Linked DNA regions of Ovis aries: region 1 is linked to region 2. The links are chromatin contacts, called in public Hi-C maps. All regions are on one chromosome and are shown on one strand. Each heading gives the region's core, a stretch centred on a gene start, on an enhancer-like site or on the middle of the called end of the contact. The rest is flanking DNA. Distances are from core to core; before and after follow the strand shown.

Region 1 (6,282 bases), core at 1,243-3,742, 150 kb before region 2:
TGGCTTAACACTCTTCCATGTTCATAATGCTTTTATTAAAAAAAAAGACAACCCTATCACGGACTTGTACTAATGCAGCAAAATGGGGAAAAGTGATGTGACTCATAGCTGGGTTCTGCGACAAGAAAGGGAGAGGAAGAGTGTGTGCAGGCCATCCATGCCTAGGAACAGTCTCACCCAGGAGCGCCCTCAGCGGGACGCAGAGTACATTCAGATTCTCCTGCTTTCTCCCTCTCCCTCTCCACCCCATTTCCCTAGAATATATGTATAAAATACATGTATACAATACATGAATACAATATAAAATACATGTATTTTAGACTCTGATATATTTAAGTGAATGAAGAAACATTAAGAAAGCTACCCCAGATCTAATTTGGACAAGAACAGAAGAACCCGTTCACCCATCCCTGTTTTATTGAGGGGCCTGCCGTGTGAGAGGGTCCGTTTGGCAGGAGATGAAATGAATAAAAATTTCCATCTTCCTTACACTCTAGTGGGGAGAGAGGAGTAAACACACAGCATGTCAGATAGCAACAGTAGAGGAGAGCAGGAAAGAAGCAAAGGGGCCTCGGAAGCGGGTGTGCAGGGGCAGCTGAGGAGGCCCGGCAGGTGAGCATCGCTCTCTGAGAATCACCCATGTCTGCGAAAGAGTCATCAGACAGAGGGCTGAGGCCAGGGACTGAGGGAAGTACGGGACACGAGGTCAGGTCTCCCAGGGTGAAGGCTCCCCTCTGCCCACAGTGACCAGGGGGCAGGAGCAGGGCAGCATGGCTGTGGCCCACAGTTCAACAGGCTCAGCCCCTGCTGTGCTGTGCTGAGCAGCAAGAGCAGGCAAAGACCACTATGAGAACCCAGAATGAGGCAGTGGTGTCGTGGCCTGCTGGTAGCAAGAGAGGACGAGAGGAGGTGGGCTCCCGGCTGTTTATCCTCAACACTGAGCCAACAGGGTGTGGGGGGGCGGGTGGTATGAGAGGAAGAAAACAGTCCAGGATGACTCCAGGGCTGGGAACTGACATGGTTCCACTGCACTTCTGGCTTCGGTGTTACGGTGGTGAGAAATGGAAAACTGGGGAGACACACTTCTCTACAGGCAAGAGACAAAGAACTGTCCCCGAGTCCCTGATGGACGGTGAGAAAGGTAACCAGTCTCATGGACACAGACGTGCTCCCCACAGAGGTCTGGCAGCTGCCCCCTCAGAAGCTCCACAGAGTTTCTCAGGCACAGCCCTGGGACAATCCATCTTTTCTCAATTCCTAGTGCTCCTGCAGGATGGAGAGAACTCAGAGGGAGCAAGAAGCCAAAGCAGCATGCAATCCATCCTTTCCAGCGTATCCACCAATATCCCCTGACGCTGGAGGGCTAGTGGAGGGGAAGCAGGCAAACATTAAGGGTAGGTCAGGCGCCTGATAAGAAGTGACACTGGAGTTGGAACCCAAGGTTGACAGAGCAGCACCTAACAGAGACCTTCGTGCGACAAAGAAGAGGAGAGTGAGGATGTGGAGAGTGGTGACAGACAAGGGGGCCATCAGGACACGGAGCCCTCACGGGCTCCCAAGCAGGCTCTCTTGCCTTCAAGCACACATATCCTGAAGACAGGCATGGGACCCCATTTCCAGAAAAGCAGTAGGGGCCAAGAGCCAGAGAGATGGGTTGTGAGTCCTGTCTCTGCTACCAGTCATGTGACTTTATGTAAAAGGAAAAAGTAGAAGGGGGGCTGCTATGATCCAGGTTGACCCTCAATATCTGTGAATGTGACCTTACTTGGAAAAAGGGTCTTTGCAACCATAATTAACTTAAAGATCTTGCGAAGAGATAATCCTGGATTATGCAGGGGGCCCTAAATCTGATTATAAGTACTCTTATGACAGAGGAGAAGACGGTCTTGTGAAGACAGGAGCCTGGAAACTTCGGAAGCCACCAGAAGTGGAAGAGGCAAGGATTCTCCCCTAGAGGGGGTTGTGGTCCTGCCAACACATTGATTCTGGACTTTGGGCTTCTAGGACTGTGAGCGAATAAGTTTCTGTTATGTTAAGCCAAGAAGTTTGTGATTATTTGTTATGGCATTCTTAGAAAAATAATAAAGCAATTTTTAAACTTTTTCTCTTTCTTTTTTTGGCCACGCTGCATGGCTTGTCAGATCTTAGTTCCCCAATCAGGGATTGAACCTGGGCCTTGGCAGTGAAAGAGTGGAATTCCCTTTACTTCTTAAAAAAAAAAATTCAGATTTCAAAACACTCCCTTCCAACTGAAATCCCACTCTGTCTCCCTTCTCAGGGCCAATCCCTGTCACCTGGGTGCTAGGTGAGTAGAAGATGGACAAGTATCTCTGTAAAGAGAGAGACAGATGGTCTCAGACTTTGTAGAGTCAGGCCCTCACTGCGGTCATTGACAGAGCCCTGGAGCTTCAGCTACTGTGCACGTGGCCCCATCTCTTAGACGGGAAGTGACGTGGTACCCCTGGCGTGGCTGTGTCATCTCTGAGTCATTCTACAAGCACCACTGCAGCCAATGTCCAGGCCATGCGCTGTCTCTGCCTGTGTGGGTTCACTGTGTGCGTCAAAGCTTATGTACAACTGACTCTGTCATACTGCCCTCCAGAGAGGCTACAGCAACTCATACAAGTGCCCATTTCCTCACAGCCCTGCCTGCATTGTGTATTATGAGACTTTTTGCTTTGACAGTGTGGTCACTGGAAGCATGGCTGCAGAGGGTACTCATCAGGGCACATGGGCTCCCAGGCATGCTCAAGTGGGGCTGGCAAGACTCCCACCTGCCCTCCTCTCTGCCCACCTGCTCTGAGCTTCAGCTCACACCCTCCCCTGGGAGGACCAGGGCACAGTTGGTCATGCTTCAGAAGTCTCATGCTTTTGCTGCCACACAACTGGACGGCAGCAGGGGGGAGTGGATGCTGCGTTTCACACAGGCAGCCTCGCCGCTGCTCATGTAATGCTGCCACGTGGTTTTGCACACAGCTTTGAGTCAGCACCTAGAGGACAGGGGCTAGGCACCCCCTTTCCCCACCCTCCTTGGAGCCTTGCCCAGCTGATACTCCAAGCACTCACTGAGCGGAGGAAGAGCTAGGATTCTATACAGGGTGTTTCAGGTCACAAGAAGACATATCAGGTGGCACTAAAAGTCAAACCACAAGAATTGGAAGGGAAATAATTTCCACAGAGCAGCTGCAGTTCTACTTAGAAACCAAGTAGTAAAAAGTGGAACCGTTTTGAAATTAAACCACACAATTTAAGAGAGATGTGTGGTCCAAGCCGGCGCAGCCTGAGTGAAGGAGAGTGAGAGGCGTGTAAGGGGCAGTAAGAGGCTCCTGACTGCCAGGGGAACAGAAAGCAGGGTTCGAGGCTGAACGACGATGGGGCAACCTGGGCTTCTGTAGACATGGTTCCCAGGAGGTGGCATTCCCCTGTGCCCCTCTTTATCTCATGGTATTTCCCAAACCAGCACGATGAGGGTATAAAATCACCCCTTGCTGTGAACACAGTACAGAAAGAGGCTCATGAATGGGGCAGCTTTCTTGGCAGAGAGCTTCTCTTGGCCAGGAAAATCCACTGAGGCAATTCAATTACAAAATAAAACATGTGGAATGTGTGTATTTTTATGACTGAAATCATACTCATAAAGCTGGAAGGTGATCGCACACTACACAGTGACCACTGGAGGGTCTTGCATTTCACAAAGTGATACAACAGAAGACATCCTGGGCAGTGCCATGTCACAGGCTACGGAAATCAGAGTCACAGGCTCTTCACTGGGACCACAAAATCACCGGTCCCTATGTGAGACCCTGGGTCTCTGTGAGCAGGCTTCTCTACCCTCTGGGGTGGGGGAGCTCCAGAGACAGTGAGCTCATGCTTTCTTGTTCTTTCCTGGGGGCAAACACTCTCCTTCCAGTGACCTGAAGCCAGGAAAAATAATCCATAATTTTGGAGCCTTCTACCCAATGACAGGCTGCTGACCAGGATGACATCTCTGATGGCCTCATTTCTCAAACTGTACCATGGCCTAGGGCCTCATGCGACACAGGCTTCCTGTCAAAGGTAACTGACTGTTTACTGGGACAAACACAAGCAGCCCCATTCCCAATTCCATAGCAAGCCCTGCAAGCAAAGCAGCCCCACCAGTGCCAGCTGGGGATTGCTGAATAAACTAGGCAGTTTGAACTCTGAGTCACAGCCAGAAGGGTCCTGGTGGGTCCTGGTGAGGAAAATGGTGGGGGGAAGAGGTGATGTGTCCCAGATCACCAGGTCCTTAGCAGTGGAGCCAGGGTGAAATACAAGCCACCTGAGATAGGTGGCTCTTTCAGTAACCTCAAACCACACTGCTGGTTCTAAGTGCCCAGGACCCCAATCCCAAAGGACAGAAACTCCTGGGGTTGGGGGTGAGTAAATCCACCCTCACCAGCAGTCAAGGAAGAGCCCAGAAGTGTGTTTGCACTTTCTCTAAATTATAAATTATCACCCCAACAGCTGAGCCTCTTTAACACCCGTTAGTGGTGTGAAAACCCCAAATGTACTCAGTGTCTTCTGGGCAGGGAGAAAATTCCAGGAAGACTCTGAGGAAGTCTGCTGTTTACCAACCCCCACCCCAACCCTCCTGGACCCTCTCTTTCTAAGGAAATCCCTTTGCTAGCATGTAGACTGCGTTATCAGCCTCCCCTGCAGCTGGGTGTGGCTGACTGACCAAGTGCTAGCCTAGGACAGTTTAGTGGAGATGATGGAATTCCAGCTGAGCTATTTCAAATCCTAAAAGATGATGCTGTGAAAGTGCTACACTTTATATGCCAGCAAATTTGGAAAACTCAGCAGTGGCCACAGGCCTGGAAAAGGTCAGTTTTCATTCCAATCCCAAATACTGCTACTACTAAGTCACTTTAGTCGTGTCCGACTCTGTGCGACCCCATAGATGGCAGCCCACCAGGCTCCCTCGTCCCTGGGATTCTCCAGGCAAGAACACTGGAGTGGGTTGCCATTTCCTTCTCCAATGCATGAAAGTGAAAAGTGAAAGGGAAGTCACTCAGTCGTATCCGACTCTTAGCGACCCCATGGACTGCAGCCTACCAGGCTCCTTCGTTCATAGGATTTTCCAGGCAAGAGTACTGGAATGGGGTGCCATTGCCTTCTCCAATCTCAAATAAAACAATGCCAAAGAATGCTCAAACTACTACACAATTGCACATGCTAGCAAAGTAATGCTCAAAATTCTCCAAGCTAGGCTTCAACAGTATGTGAACCGTGAACTTCCAGATGTTCAAGCTGGTTTTAGAAAAGGCAGAGGAACCAGAGATCAAATTGCCAACATCCGCTGGATCATCGAAAAAGCAAGAGAGATTTAGAAAAACATCTATTTCTGCTTTATTGACTATGCCAAAGCCTTTGACTGTGTGGATCACAACAAACTGTGGAAAATTCTGAAAGAGATGGGAATACCAGACCACCTGACCTGCCTCTTGAGAAATCTGTATGCAGGTCAGGAAGCAACAGTTAGAACTGGACACGGAACAACAGACTGGTTCCAAATAGGAAAAGGAGTACGTCCAGGCTGTATATTGTCACCCTGCTTATTTAACTTATATGCAGAGTACATCATGAGAAACACTAGGCTGGAAGAAGTACAAGCTGGAATCAAGATTGCCGGGAGAAATATCAATAACCTCAGATATGCAGATGATACCACCCTTATGGCAGAAAGTGAAGAACTAAAGAGCTTCTTGATGAAAGTGAAAGAGGAGAGTGAAAAAGTTAGCTTAAAGCTCAACATTCAGAAAACAAAGATCATGGCATCTGGTCCCATCACTTCATGGGAAATAGATGGGGAAACAGTGGAAACAGTGACTATTTTGGGGGGCTCCAAAATCACTGCAGATGGTGACTGCAGCCATGAAATTAAAAGACGCTTACTCCTTGGAAGAAAAACTATAACAAACCGAGACAGCATATTAAAAAGCAGAGACATTACTTTGCCAACAAAGGTCTGTCTAGTCAAGGCTATGGTTTTTCCAGTGGTCATGTATGGATGTGAGAGTTGGACTATAAAGAAAGCTGAGCGCTGCAGAATTGATGCTTTTGAACTGTGGTGTTGGAGGAGACTCTTGAGAGTCCCTTGGACTAAAAGGAGATCCATCCAGTCCATCCGAAAGGAAATCAGTCCTGAATATTCATTGGAAGGACTGATGCTGAAGCTAAAACTCCAATACTTTGGCCACCTGATGTGAAGAACTGACTCATTTGAAAAGACCCTGATGCTGGGAAAGATTGAAGGTAGGA
Region 2 (6,170 bases), core at 1,389-3,888:
CTAAATGTATTTTAATAGAGATGCAGGTTGTGAGCACTTCCTTGTAGAACCTTTCAAAGTACAAACCTAAATTTTTTTAATCTTTCACTTTAGAAAGGCACTAAATTTCAGAACTGAAAGGACGCACAATGATCATCTATTCATCCACTAATTTTGCAAAGAAACAAAAACAAATCTGTAAAGAAACTTACCCAAGATAAGGCAGTAGTCAATGACAACAGCAGTAACAGAACTATTTCCTGATCTGGGGCCACTCCCGTTTCCACCAAGCCGTTACTTTTCTGACATTGTAAACAAATCCCAACTCCGAATCTACCTGTGGCCTAGAAAGATTCTACATACCTTAAAATACCAGGCCGACCGACAGGCCCCAAAGTGTACTCAAGAGTACACTCATCTTCCTTCCTCATCTCAAGACAGTCGACAAACGAACAAGTACGTTTTCAGGCATTTTACTTGTGATGCAATCAAGTGTGACATCTTAAAAATGTGGTCCCTGAGAAGACGGCATTGCAGGGATTGATAAAATGTATCTTACTACCTTTCCAATCTTTTTGATGGTTTCTTGGTTCTCAGGACTAAGTAGGGCTCACGAAACCTCGCTCGGGGCAGTCCACCCGCATGGCTTTGAGAGACCCGCTAGGAATATCCCCCACTAAATAAAAAGCCTTCGCAAGGGTGTCCTACCCCACTGCCGGTGTATAACAAGATGAGCAGGTGACCTGTCCTTTACGGTTCAGTTTTAGACCCCAGTGAGCAGCTGACATTTTGTGAAAAACTTAACATACATCCTTTCCGCGGGAATGTATCTCCGTTCTCACAAGGCGTTTCTGCTCCCCACAAAGCAGGCCTGCCTTCTCAGGACACTCGGCTCGCCTCTCCAGTCTCCTTTTCAGGGTCCAAAACGAGACTTTAAGAACAGAAATCGAAACGGTCAAGGACCTCTGGAGCGGCAGGTCCGCCTGGGGTCGGGCAGCGGGTTCCCGGCGAGCCCACGGCCAGCTCGATCGGCGCTGGGGAGGCCCGGCGCACTCCGATACGCTGGCCCGAAGCAACCGGTTGCGGCGGCCGCTAGACGCTCAGCCATCGCGCCGCGGCCGCTTCGGCCCAGCGAAGTTCAGATCGCCGCGCGGGCGGCGCGCCCCCGGGTCCTGCTGCGGGTTCGCGCCCCGGGCCCGGAGCGAGCCCGGGGGGCGGGTCCGCGGGGGCTCGGCGGGCGGGAGCGCGGGACGCGCGGGGAGGGGCGCGCCAAGGGCCCAGCGCGCCGGGGAACTTGGGCGCCCGCAGTACCGCCGCCCGGCCACTTTCCTTTCACGCCCTGGGGTTGCCGCGCGCCGCGCGAGTCCGCCCGGGACTGCCGGCCGCCGCCGCCTCAGCGAGACACCCAGGCGCGCTCCTACCGCCCGGCCGGCCGGCGCGCGGGGCCGCGCGAGGCCGCGCGCGGGCGCCGCGCTTCCCCCCCCCCGCCCCGCCCCCGCCCCCAACGTGCCGCCGCCGCCCGTTGGCGCCTCAGCCCGCGCGCCCGCCGCCCTCCGGCTCCCGGTGGATTTTCGTTGGCAAAGTTGCGCGGCCGCCTCGAGGGGGCCGCCGCGCGGTCCACCGCCCCGGCGCTGCCGCCGCCCCTTCAGGCCGCCGCGCGGGAAGGCCCAGCCGGCGGCCCCGCTTTTTTACCTGCCGGGAGTTTTCGCGCGCGCCCTCGCTCAATCGCTCGCTTTTCCCTTCTCGCGCTCGTTTTCTTTCTTTCTTTCCTTCTTTTCTTCCCCCCGCGCGGAAGCTTTTTCCGCTAGCGCCGCCCGCGCTCGCCCGCTCGCGCCCTCCTTCCTGCTGGGCTCCGCGGAGCGGGGCGGCCGGCAGCTCTCCCCGCCCCCCTCCACCCGCGCTCCGGCGGAGGCGGCGGCGGCGGCGGCGCTCCGCGCTCCGACTCATTCCAATATGGCACGGGCGCAGGGCGCATGCGCCCGCGCCCCCCCCCCTCATTCCGCGCTCCTCCCGGCAGCCCGCGCCCCTCGCGCGGCGCGCGTGGCGCCCCCCTGCCGGGCCTCTCCGAGCTAGCTCGCTTGTCTTCCGGCTCAGCTGGGTCAGTACGGGAGACGAGGCGGCAGCGGACGAGGGTCCTCCGGGACCCCCGCCGGCAGCCGCCCCGGCCCCTCGTGCCCCCAGCCCACAACTTACAGCTGACACCTCGAGGCCGTGGCGCAGAGCTAACTGCTGCGCCCCCCAAATCCGACGGCGTTGCAGGCTGGAGCGGACTGGCCCCGACGGGAAGACGCGCCCAGGGACCCAGCGCCCACCGAGTCCCTGCTCCGACCCACGAGGGAAGGTCTCCTGCGCCTCACCTCGGGTTGAGGATGGAGTCCAGGGAACTTGGTGGCGTCCTGGTGTCGTTTTTGGCGTCCGAGGTGAAGCGCGATGCTGTTGTCCGCACGTGACAGCCTCCGGCAAGATGGCATTAGCGGAGGAACGGACAGAGCGACAACTGGATGCCAGATCGGCGCGTGTCGCCGCGGGAGAGGGCTGCGTCCGTCCGCCAGGCCCACGTCGAGGACCTTCCCGTGAGATCTGGAAAGCACCCAAGTGCCCCCTGTCTGCAAAGTCAGACCCTGGGCCCCCGGCGCACCGGGTGTCTCCCGGCTTCCGCAGGAGGCACCCTGTAAATCCTAGTTTTCCTGTCGCTCGGGGCCCCAGCGAGGGGGCACAAGACGGCTGTCGAATTCCGGCGGGAGAGCAGGGGGCTCCGGGCTGGGACAGAAGGTCGGAGGTGGCTACAAGCCGGCCCCGAAACCCGAGGTGCCGACAGGCGATTGTGTTCCCCGAGCTCGCCCCTTCCCCAGCGAGGGCAGGTGGCAGTGAGACACCCGGATCCCCACCTGCTTTGTAGAGTTCCCTGCAGAAGGGAGTCCCTGCACCACGGAAACCCTGGAGTGCCCGGATTCCCGGGCCCTGGGAGGAGGTCTCTGACAGGGCTCTGATGATTCCTGTCTTTCAGGAAGGAAGAGGCGCCCCCACAGCAAGAAGGAGGTCTGGGGTGCCAAATGCGGCTCAAGTCACTTCCCAATGATCTCAGCCACTGCGCTGGGAAATATTACCCTACTTCACAGACAGTGTTGCTCAAAGTCACGCCACTGGCTAGATTTGAATCTAGATTTTTTTTTTTTCAATGCCACTGAAGAGACAATATGACAACAGGAAGAAACGCAAAAGTAGCAAAGTAGTATCCATAATACTACAAAATGCAACTTTTCAAACATGAAACCTTCCGCCTATATGCAAGTCTTTACATAGTTGCAACCACACATCCTCTTTTGTGTTTGCTACCATCACTGACATTTTTTTTAACATTTTTGTTTTGTTCACATTCATTTTTCATGTGTGCAGTTACCGTCATCCATTCACTCTGTCTCCTAGTATTGCCTATTTTGGTCCCTGATTATTGTTTGCTAATGTATCTCTTAGTTCAGCACTTAGACAAACTCCTGGCAATTGAATAACCAGGTGGAAGGTTAAGGAACAGCAGGATTATCTTAGCCCACAGTGCCACAGAGCTTTCCAAACAGCAGCCCCACTCATTCTGCACCTGCCAAGAACAAGTATAAAGAGTTCAATACACATTTCTAAGTATTGGATGCCATCTTTGCTCCTCTATTTTAGCAGTGTCTACTGGTAGTTCAAGGTTACTTCAGTATTTCTTAGGTGACTTTAAAATGTTTTCCCATGCATTTACTACCTAAATTTCCCTTTCTGTAAATGATCTGTTCACACCCATTTGTCTTTTGGGGACTCGAACCTCTTCTAATTTTGAATAAGAATTTTTTATGTTGCAGATACTACTCTATCATCAGTGATTCAAATATTTCCCAGTCCATTGTTCTTTTTTGTTTTATTCAATCTGCCATTCTGGTCCTTTTTTATTTTATTTTTTCAATTGCTTCAGTGCTGACAAAGTGAGCTTTCTTCCATTCATCTGATAGTCTGCATTCTGCTAGTTTTCTAAAATTTTATTTTTAATTCTTTGGTGGTTATCCATGGCAAGTTTATTTTGCTGTGTGGGAGTAAAATACGGATTTTAAGTAACCACCATCATCACCAGTTCTTCACGCAATCACCATTTATTAAATAATTCTTACCTTATCCTTTGCCTAGTAAAATCTACGTTAATGCTACGCATTTGATTTTGGTTGGTCTATTTCTGAATTCTCCATTTCTTTTCACAGACTTTGGTTTAAGGAAATACCATGTGGAGTTAAATACTGGCTCTTTAAAATACGTTCTCACATCTGGCAGGGCTAGAATCCCCCCTCATAGGGTCTTCTTTCATTCAGACTTATCACTTGATATACAGAATAGTATAAATCCATACACATTCTAGGATCATCATACAGGAATTAAGAGTGCTCACTTTGGAGAGAGGATCATCCAGCTTCAACACTCACCAGAACTGTGACCTTGGCAAGTTGCTTATGATTCCCAGGCCTTAGGGTCTTGGTCTATAAAATGGGAATAAAAGTAACATAAGCTAAATGATGCCTAGCACATAGTGTGTGTGTGTGTGTGTGTGTAACATATAATATGTATGTATATATAACATTCATATATATACTCAGTAAATATCAGCTGTTACTGATATTTGCAAAAAATTGAGATTTTGCATAGGGTTACATTAAACCTATGAATTCATTTGAACAGATCAAATATGTCTTAATATTTCATTTTCCCAACCAGGACATGTGCTATCTTTCCATTTATCCAGATATTTTAAAACTGAGAAGTGAGTTTCCTCATTGACTCCAGCCTCTCTCTGCTGCTCACCTTCATGACCCCTGAAGAACAGGAAGAGCAGAGAGCCACAAGGAACAGCATTTAGGAGTCTGACTTGGGACTTCCCTGGTGGTCTGGTAGTTAAGAGTCCTCCTGCCAATGCAAGGGACACAAGTTCCATCCCTGGCCCGGGAAAAGCGCACATGCCACTGCAGCAGCTGAGCCCCCGCGCCACAAATGCTGAGCCTTCCGCCACTAGATAAAGTCCACAAGCAGCGACAAAGACCCAGGGCAGCCAAAAATGAATAAATGAAATTAAAAAAAAAAAAAAGCCTGGCTTGTGCAGGGCCCTGTGTAGGTGTGGGCATGTGTGCACATACAGGAAATTTTTACTCCTTGCAACATCCCCCAGCATAGGTCGTGGCATTCTCTTAAGGACAAAGAACAAACTGGGAGCGTCCAGATCACTCAGTGAGAGGCATAGCTAGAACACAAACTAGGTGGGCCAGCTCCTCAACCCCTCTGCTGCTTGGAAATTTGGATGGTAGTTTTTCACAGAGGCAGTGCCAGAGGAGCATGGAGGAAACTGACTTCTGATCATGGCACACCACTACTCAAAAGCCTCCCAGGGCTTTCTATTGCACTTTGAAAAAGTCAAAAGACATACTTTGGCCTCTGAAACTGGCTCTGGTCATCCTACAAACTCACCAGGGCTATTCACCTGTCTTGCTTGCTTCAGTTCACCTGTACCTTTCCATCCCTAAAGTATGCCAGGGCCCGTCCCACCTCAGGACCCTTGCACACTCTATTTCCACTGCCTGGGATACTCTCCATCGCACCTCATGCACAGCCCTTCACATGGTTGGTACCATCTCATTGTTCCAGTATCTTTTAAGAAGGCGGTCTCCTTAGAGAAGTCTTCCTTGCCCACTTCACCTAAAAAGGTTCTCTCTCCTCACAATTGGGGGTCAAGTTCAGATTGAGTCGCTGCTTATGAGATGTACTATTTTAAATTTTAATTGAGTTTTATTTATTCATTTTTGGCGGTGCCATGTGACTTGCAGGATCTTAGTCCTCCAGCCAGCAATTGATCTCAGGTCCCTAGCAGTGGAAGCATGGAGTCCTAACCACTGGACTGCCAGGGAAATTCCCCAATAATATGTCCGTTATGGGACCCTTCATCTCTCTGGGCCTCAATTTCCTCATCTCTATAAAAATGCAAATAAAGACACCTATCTTGCTGGCTTCTAAGAATCCAAGACCATAACGTTCATAAAGACTCTTTGCCAACTATAAGCACAACAGAATTTTCAGAAATAATTGGCATAGTCCAAAGCCACCTCTTCCAGGAGGCCTCCCAAGATTTTTCCACTTCCTTGTCTGTCTACCTAAGGCACTTAGCTTGCTTTTCCCCA

Evidence for each region. A called contact is a pair of places that touch in the nucleus more often than the background predicts.
Region 1: a contact with region 2 is called in a Hi-C map of mixed tissues, with 4 times the contacts expected there. The contact joins the enhancer-like site here to the promoter of SFMBT1 in region 2. A contact is called at or near these places in 5 of 16 Hi-C or Micro-C datasets (mixed tissues, muscle, skin fibroblasts and 1 more).

What each region holds. Positions count from the first base shown.
Region 1 is chr19:48,116,956-48,123,237 of ARS-UI_Ramb_v3.0, reverse strand. All of the region lies in intron 1 of STIMATE (STIM activating enhancer), which reads right to left. Among named protein-coding and RNA genes, the nearest start is that of MUSTN1, 25 kb to the left of the region's middle. Within about 2 kb of position 2,492, at least 3 of the 54 cell types and tissues checked have an H3K27ac peak or open chromatin away from gene starts, as enhancers often do.
Region 2 is chr19:47,967,625-47,973,794 of ARS-UI_Ramb_v3.0, reverse strand. SFMBT1 (Scm like with four mbt domains 1) reads right to left here and starts at 2,638. Exons shown (of 20, transcript XM_060402481.1): 1 at 2,337-2,638.